Linked DNA regions of Dromaius novaehollandiae: region 2 is linked to region 1. The links are chromatin contacts, called in public Hi-C maps. All regions are on one chromosome and are shown on one strand. The core of a region is the stretch at or near the end of the contact, and the rest is flanking DNA. Distances in the headings are between cores, read along the strand shown.

Evidence for each region. Hi-C and Micro-C count contacts between places; a contact is called where the count stands out from the background.
Region 2: a Hi-C map of brain shows a contact between it and region 1, with 4 times the contacts expected there. The contact joins the promoter of TMEM220 here to the promoter of ELAC2 in region 1. A contact is called at or near these places in 2 of 4 Hi-C or Micro-C datasets (brain and ovary).

Annotation. Positions count from the first base shown.
Region 1 is chr18:6,039,501-6,043,875 of bDroNov1.hap1, forward strand. ELAC2 (elaC ribonuclease Z 2) reads right to left here and starts at 1,757. Exons shown (of 24, transcript XM_026120609.2): 1 at 1,450-1,757; 2 at 1,285-1,335; 3 at 1,124-1,194; 4 at 351-415. The coding sequence starts at 1,709.
Region 2 is chr18:6,472,178-6,476,492 of bDroNov1.hap1, forward strand. TMEM220 (transmembrane protein 220) reads left to right here and starts at 2,486. Exons shown (of 6, transcript XM_026120604.2): 1 at 2,486-2,626; 2 at 2,803-2,832; 3 at 4,050-4,110. The coding sequence starts at 2,540.

The DNA.
Region 1 (4,375 bases), core at 507-3,006:
TACCTTGAGCAGAAAATCAGATATCAAGTTTCTAGTAAAAGAATATGTGAAGAGGGAAAGCAGACAGGATAAAAAAAACGATCCCCTTCTTTCTAGAATGTGATTTACTAGGAATTTAGCTGACAAGACAGTTTCAAGGAGCAGAAGTCTGACACTGCTCTGTGTGCAACTGAATAGACTTGCTCTGTAAAGTCAGTCCTTCAGGCAGAACCAAACAGGCCAGCACTAACTCAGACCAGCACCTTATACCTGTAAGATGATTCACTGCCTTGACACCAGTTCCCCAATTGCAAGGTAAGCTTTAATGCTTGAAAGCTTCCCTCCTGCTTCTGCAAGCTTCCACTACTTACCAGCTTTGGTGGCCCTAAGAAAACACATCTTTGAAGCCCCATAGCCTTTAATGTGAGAATCATGCCTAAAACAAAGCAAAGCAGAGAGACAGCTTTATCACAGCCCCACAGTCCTTCGGCAGATCATGCAAGAAAGATCCCTCTCGCTGCCAAGGAGCACCTGGCCTCTCAGTGAAGATCAGACCTGAACTCAGATCTAAATTCAAATTTACCTTGGCTTTGTGCCAGTTTCAACAAGTCACTTATCTCCATGTATCTTCATAGTCAAAACTGACAACAAGGTACCCAATCTCCGAAAATCTCCAAGAAAGGAGATGGAAAAGAATTTCTGCCTGATCTAACCTCATCCTGGTTTGAGTACAGCGGTCAACCAGAAACCTCTGGAAGTCCCTTCCCACTGAATTATTCTGACTCACAAAAAAGCTCCAAACTGGCAAAATAGGAATAGCAATGCTTCTACCCTAGAACATTTTGGGAAGATAAAGCCATGTGCACTGGTGAGGCAGCGCCTCTTCCCCCACGTGTCAGCAGGATGCAGGGAACACACTACAGCTGAGAGCACTGCAGAGCCCCACGTGCAACCACACCGCTCTGACAGCGCTTCTCCTCTCTCCATCTCTACATAAAAGACCTCAGGTACCACCCTCGGGACATCTGGCAGAGCAACCACCGCTGGCCTAGACACAACTGCTGCCCACAGCAAGCTCTAGCGAGTGGAAGTGGCCCTGGAGCCAGGCCGGCACTGGGGCTCCCGGCCAGCCAGCCCCGCTCACCTGGCAGCCCACCAACGTTGGCCCAGGCCACCCGGCTCAGGAAGATGCTGTCCAAGTGGGAGATCTTCAGCCTGAGGAGAAAGATGGGGAGTAAGTCGGGACCGAGACAGCCCCAGAGACCCGGGGGGGGGGGGGGGGCGCTCCCGGTATCCCGCACTCACTTGTGCTCCTGCATGGCCCGCTGGATGCCCTCGCCGCAGTTGAAGAGGTACCTGAGGGAAACGGAGGGTCAGGCTAGGCCCGGACGGGACGCCCCGACGCCCTGGGCCCAGCCGGGGACGGGACGCCCCAGGCCGGGGCGGGGCGGGCCCCGGGCCTCCACTCACCGGTTGAACTCGGAGAAGACGTAGACGGCGGCGCCGGCGTCGCGGCTCCCGGCCGCCACTACCTGCACGTAGACGGTGTTGGGCCCCGCCAGGCCCGTGCCCGCGCTCCGCCGCCGCTCGCGGGCCCACACGTGCCGCGGCACGTCCTTGGGCCGCCGCGCCGGCCGCGCCGCCGCCGAGGGCCCCTCCGCCATGGCGCGGCCCAGCGACAGCCGCCGCCGCGCGCCGCGGACACCCAGCGCCCGCGCCAGGGCCCACATCCGCGCGCGCACCCCACCCCCCCTCCTCCTCCTCCCCGCCCCGTCGGGAGCCGCCCGCCGCCAATAGGGGGGCAGCAGCCCCCGGCGCCCCTCGCCATATGATGCGGACTAGCCAATGAGAAGCGAGCGGCGTCCCCGCCGCCCCGCCTCCGCGGCTCCGTTCTCGGGCCCGGCCCGATGACCGGCATTGTGCGTTCGGTGTGACGTCTTCCGTCACGTGGCAGGCCCTGCCCAATCGAGCCTGCGGGACCGCTGCGGCGCGGCGCCCGGCGACCCCCTGCGGGAGCCCAGCAACGCGCGGCCGCGGGGAACGGGGAGTGGGGGGGGCGTTGCGCGGCCGCCTCCTGGCTCCGTGCGCGGGCCGCGGCGGCCGTTGGCGCGGCCGCTCCGGGCCCGCGGGGCCCCGGCTGGGGGAGGGGGTGCTGCCGCCGCGGCCGCCCGTCCCGCCGCTTCCCCCGCCGGGGTCCCCAGGCTCGCTCAGGCTGGGGCTCCCTTCAGCAACTCCCGCCGGTCGCTGTGGGGATGAGGCGGGGCCCGCAGGGCAGGGCCGGGCCGGGGAGGCCTGCGGGCCGCCTCGGGAAGGGCTTGGGCCGAGCCTGCGTTCACGGCAGCTCCTGGCCCGGCGGCCGAGGCGGGACGCGCAGGGCCTGGGAGCCGGACCTCCAATGCCTGCTTGGAGGTCGTGGAGGGGCCAGACCCAGCTCTTCACAGTATATCAGCACAGGGCAACAGACATAAATTAAAATGAGAGAGGCTGCAGCTGAACATAAGGGAAAACTTTTTCCCTACGAGGGCAGTGACCAACTGCAGCAGGTACCCTGCAGGGCTGTGCAGTCCCCTCCTCGGAGGTTTCCGAGATCAGACTGGATAAAGTCCTGAGCAGCCTGGTGTGACCTCAGAGCTGACCCTGCTTTGAGCACAAAGTTGGACTAGGGGCTTTGGAAGGTCCCATCCAACCTGCGTTATCCGATGATTCTTTAGCCTCCTTCTCACAGTTTTGCCGTTGCTCACGAATTCCTGTTCCATTATGTGCCTTGTCCAGGACCTGTTTATGAATACTAGATGATCCAGGCCTTGGATCTGTTTATTTTTTAACTACAAATCTACTGCGATTTCTTAGGCTTCTCTTGGGCTTTCTGTTTGGTTTAAAAAGAACAAGTAAATTTTACTGTAACCAGAGTACCCCAACATAAACAATGTTAATCATCAATAACCCTCTTCTTCCATACTTCCAAAGGCAAACCTTATCTTTCCCAGTGCTTTGCTCTCCAAACACTGTCTCCCTTTATTCTTAGTGCCAAAGTTCTTCCCTTTCTTCTCCAGTGATCCAAGCAAACAGTTTGAGTGGACCTGTCTAGGAATACAAACCTCTAGATCTTGCCATGGCTGTTTACAGATGTTCTGTAAGCCTTTGTTCAGTCTGTCCCAGTCTATAGTTCACTTACAATCTCTCCTGACTCCTGTATGTTCACACAATAGTTCAGATTAGCAAGGCCTTTTTTCCTGGTTCCTCCCCAACTCCTGTATGAAATAGAGGGAGTGTTCCTTTGAATAGCAAACTCTTTGTTCGTGCACATTTTCCACATTACAGTCCTTCAGCTTAAAGCTCCCTAACAGCGCTTGGCTCTGCCCCCTGGAGCCAGACAGGAAGGGAAATACCAGTTTAGATCTCAAATTGCTTCCCAAACACAACTGAAGTTTCCTAAAGGTGTGTGGTGTATCAGTGCATTCCTTCCCACTGCTGTATCATTTCCTTCCTGTGTCAATGATTTTCTGCTCAGGTGAACAATTAGAAACTGTGAAAACATCTTTAGTGCCTAATGCAATTTTTTTACACCTTTCGGACCACTGCAAAGCTTTCTTAGGGCTCTGACCAGCCGGCATGGGATTTCCAGCCAATGTTTCTTTAGCTGATGAAATAATTCCATTATGATGTGTGGGTTTTGTAGTCTAATGAATCCTAGCACTTTTGTCCAACCTCAGTGGCACCATTTTTATGTGCACAGTTCAGTATTTGGAGCTGTGACTTCACTAAAATCAGTGGAATTCTGTAAAGTTACAAAACTGTCTTCAATATCCTGACAGTCTTATGAGGATTTCATAGAAAGTGGACAAAAAACTCTGAATCTTATCTGTGGTTCATATCAATGAAGTCACAGGACTGTCCTTTGCAATTTTAGATGCTATGTCATTTGAGCAGCTCACGTTTTTAGGAGGCATTTCAAAGAATGGTTCAGCAGGAAATGTCTTGACTTATGGATCTGATTCTTGTTTTGGGTGAGAGTGATCCTAGACTAACAGACTTCTTGTCAGAGGAGCAGAGAGATCCCAAAGTTTAATCCCTAAAGTACTTAGAATGACTTGTGTGTTTTGCCAATTTACCTGTTGTCGTCATTGAGATTTCCTTGGAAAACAATCTGTCAGCCTATGGTATGATACTTGGCTTAGCTGGGAAAGATCTTGTGTTTAAATCTGGGGCATGGTCTTGTGAAAGCTGGGAATCATTCTCTCCCTTTGCACTGCTGGATGCAGAAGTTATCCGTTGCTTCTCAAAGTCATCTGGAATAACAGTTGTGATTTATTGCTGTGATTTATTGCTTGGCTTAGTTGGGAAAGAAAGATCTTGTGTTTAAATTTGGGGCATGATCTTGTGAAAGCTGGGAATC
Region 2 (4,315 bases), core at 1,236-3,735, 430 kb after region 1:
AGCCTGGAGAGACAAGGGCAGGACCCGAGGAATCAAGACACATCTGTCAACAGAAACCGCAACAGTAAAGATATACAGCCTACCTAGGGACAGTGATGAGACCCAATAAGGAGCAGGAGACCCCAGACCAAAATATTACTATTGGTCCAAACTACCGCGTGAGGGGTGGAGAGCATAGATTGGAAGGTATAATTGCCCAGGGATTTCTTTGTTTGGGGTCCCTCTTCGGAGGCACCCAGCTCGAGCTGTAATTACTGCACGCGTGTCATTAAAATTTAATTATTTAATTTGCTTTGATTTGGCTCTGAACTTTTCTGCGGGAACCTAGGGTCAGGCCCTGTTATGGTGGCTGGCAAGCCTAATTTCCATAACAGCCTGCATGGATGAACAAGGAGCTCCTGGCTAAGCTCAAACATAAAAAGGAAGAGTGCAAGAGATGCACAGGGACGGGTGACTGTCCAAGTAGGTGGAGATGGGGTTAGGCGAGCTAAAGACTATCTGGAGTTGAAACTGTCAAGGAACGTGAAAGGCAACAAGAAAGGCTTCTACAAGGACATGAGTGGCAGGGGAAATGTGGGCCTGCTGCTGAATGAGGCAGGGGCCCTGGTGACAAAGGACATGGAAAAGGCTGAAGTACTGAATGCCTTCTCTGCCTCAGTCTATACTGGTAAGACTGACCTTCAGAAATCCCAGGCCCCAGAGACCAGGGAGAAAGTCTGGAGAAAGGAAGGCTTTCCCTTGGTGGAAGAGGATCACATTAGAGATCACTTAAGCAAACTACGCATACACAGGTCCATTGGCCCTGATGGGGTCACTCACAAGAGCTGAGCAAGCTGGCTGATGGCATTACAAAGCCACTCTCAGTCATCTTTGAAGGGTCATGGCAATCAGGAGAGGTGCCTGACAACTGGAAGAAAGCACTCCATTCTTCAAAAGGGGCAAGGAGGAGGACCCAGGCTGGTGAGCTTCACCTCAGTCTCTGGGAAGGTGACAGAACAGCTAATCTTGAGTACCATTTCCAGACACATGAAGGCCAGGAAGGTAATTGGGAAGAGTCAGCACGGGTTCACAAAGGGGGAATCATTATAGCCTTCTACAATGGAACGACTGGCTGGTTAGATGAGGGGAGAGCAGTGGATGTTGTCTGTGTTGACTTCAGTAAAGGCTTTTGACACTGTCTCATGTAACATCCTCATAGGCAAGGTGAGGAAGTATGGCTATATGAGCAGACAATGAGATGGACTGAAAACTGGCCAAACTGCCAGGTTCAGAAGGTTGTGATCTGTGGTGAGAAGTCTAGTTGGAGGCCAGTAACTAGTGGTGTACCCCCAGCAGTCATACTGGGTCCAATACTGTTTAACATCTCCATCGATAACCTGGGTGATGGGACAGAGTGTACCCTCACAATTTTGCTGGTGATACAAAACTGGGAGGAGTGACTGATACACTGGAGGGTTGTGCTGTCAGTGAGAGGGATCTCAACAGGCTGGAGAAATGGGCAGACAGGAACCTTATGACAGTGCAAATTCCTGCACCTGGGGAGGAAAAATCCCATGCACCACTACATCCCGGAGGCCAACCGTCTGGAAAGGAGCTTTTCAGAGAAGGACCTGGGATTCCTGGTGGACAGGCTGACCATGAGCCAGCAGTGTGCCATTGTGGCAAAGGAGGCCAATGGTGTCCTGGGCTGCACTGGGAATAGTGTTGCCAGGAGGTGGAGGGCAGTGTCCCTTTCCCCCTGCTCAGCCCTGGCGAGGCTGCACCTGGAGTGCTTGTGCAGTTCTGGGCTCACCTGTACAAGAGAGTTATGGAGCTGCAGGAGCGAGTCCAGTGAAGAGCTGCTAGGATGATTAAGGGACTAGAGCACCTCTGGTATGAGGAGGGGCTGAGAGATGAGGAGAAGAGAAGGCCTGGGGGGATCATATCAGCGTGTATAGCATCTGATGGCAAGGTGTAGGGAAGATGGGGCCACTGTTTTCAGTGGTGCCCAGTGACAGGACAAGAGGCAATGGGCACAAAGTGACACACAGGAGCAGGGGGGTTCGATCAGATGAATTCCAAAGGTCCCTTCCCACCTCAACGATTCCGCGAAGCGTTCAGGTGTCGGCAACGCCTTCACAGACCTTCTTACCCTTCTATCATCTGCTTTCCTCTCCCTCCCATGGCGTGTTACAAAATAAGCTATTGTACTGGGAAGCTGAACTTCCTGCTAACAATGATACAGCTTTACTCCCTTGAGGAATGTCATTCTCAAACTCTCTTTCTTTCTGTTCTTTCAGAGGAGGGTGTAAAAAAGGCTCTGTGTGCGGGGGAATGAGGAGAAATCGGTACCGGCTGCAGCCCGAGCCTCAGGGCGCAGCCCTGCCCTGGCAGAGGTGGTGCAGCGCCTCACTCGCCCTCCCGCCCCGCCGCGCCCCCCCCGCGGCTGCCCCCTCCCCGGCGCCTGGCGCTGCCCTCGGCCCCGCCCCTCCCGCGGCTGGCGGGGGCGGTGCTGAGCTGCGCGGCGGGGCGGGGGGGCGCGGCGGGGCCCCGCGCGGCCATGGCGGGCGGCCGCGGCGCGGGGCGGCTGTGGCGGCTCTGCAACCTGCTCATGGCCGCCTTCTTCGGGCTGGCGGCCGTCGTGCAGGTGAGGCGGCGGCGGGGCGGCCGGGGAGGCTGCGGGCGGCCCTGCGGGAGCGCGCGGGGCCCGGGCTGGGGCTCGCCGGGCTCCGAGGGGCTCTTGTTCTCCCCGCGACGTGCCGCCGGAGCGGGGCCTCTCCGGTAGCAGGGTTAAACACGCTCTGAGCGTTGCTTCCTCTGCAGGTGAACGACCCTGACGCCGGACTGTGGATAGTGAGTATGGCTCCGCGTCTTCCTCCTGGGAACCTTGAGCAGGTCTCCGGGAAAAGGGCAGAAGCCCAGGGGCTGCGCGGCGTGGGATGCTGTCACCCCGGCAGGCCGCCGGAGGCCTCAGCCCCGCTCAGGGTGCTCCCATCTGCCCGAGCGTGCTCTGAAACGGGGCTTGGAGTAGCGAAAACCTGCTCCCTGCTTTTAGCCGAAGAGCAAATAGGTCCCTGGGAAATGGTCTCTTTTCTCCCCGTACCATCACTGAGGTGTTACTGTAGTGATGACTGAGGTCTGACTGTACTTCCAGGATTTTCTGTTTCACCTCAAATTTGCACCCGCTTCAGTGTTTTCTGTGCCAAGCACCACTTGTCTTGTTCCTCCTTCCCTGAGCCTGAGACCGCCTGACCAGGCTACCTCCCATCTTCACATGAGTTGTTGAAGTTGCTTTAAATCCCCGGCTTGACTGCATTGTGTCGACCGCTCAAATCAACAGGGGCTTTCTGGCAGCTCAGAAGAAACCCAAGGAAAATTCCCTCTTCTCTTTCCACTCTGCCACTCCTCTCTCTCTGCAGGCATGTGGACAGCATGGTGCCTCTGATTCACTATCGATACGGTTTGGAGCTGGGGCTACAAAGTAGGGTTGTCTTTGCAAGCGGCAGGAGCCGCTGCGTGGTCAGGGGTTGTCCCCTTCTCCGTGCACTTTCCCTGTGTAGGTGAGCGCAGCCGTCCACAGCTGGTTGTGTTGCAGCGTTAGCTTTTCCAAGGAGAGCCACCCAGCGCAGACAGATGGGCACAGGGTACAGAGGAGTCTCCTAAGGGCTTTCCCTGGAGGATCAGGATGCAGCACAGGGACTAGCCTGAGTGAGGGGAAGGTGGGATGCGGGGCACTGCTGGAGACCTGTGCAGAGAGCTGGTCAGGCCCTGAGGACTCAGGTTGCCCTGAATCTGAGGCGCAAGGGCTGGGGCTCAGCTTGTCCGAAGACTGTACGGTGCAATGATACTGCTTGGTGAGCAGGGAAGCATTCCGGGTTGTTGCGCATAAAAGAGCACTATTGGTCTAGAGGTATGCCAGAAAGACTTAAAACTGTTCTGTGCATCTGACAAACTACTATGGAAAAGAAGGGGAGCCTAGTCTAAAAACAGAAGTATCTGTGCAGATGAATGCTTCTACTTCCTTACGTTGCTGGCGTTTGCTACAGAGTAGATGTATGTCTCCTTAACAGGTAGTCTACTTTGTGCCCGCTGCCCTTACGCTGTTTGTTGGCCTTAACCCCTCGATAACAGGTATGATACTATGTGTAAAACAGAATTTCTGGTCAAAGTTCACCCCCAAAAGGCTTGGTTTTATTGAGTCATAGATTAAGATCAGGCTGCATGGAAACACTACCTGCTGGTAGCCTATTTCTAGAAAAGATGGCCTTTGCTTTAGTATTTGTGGTTGAACATGATTGAAATGTAACTCAGGACCCCTGAAGAAGGCATACCACTG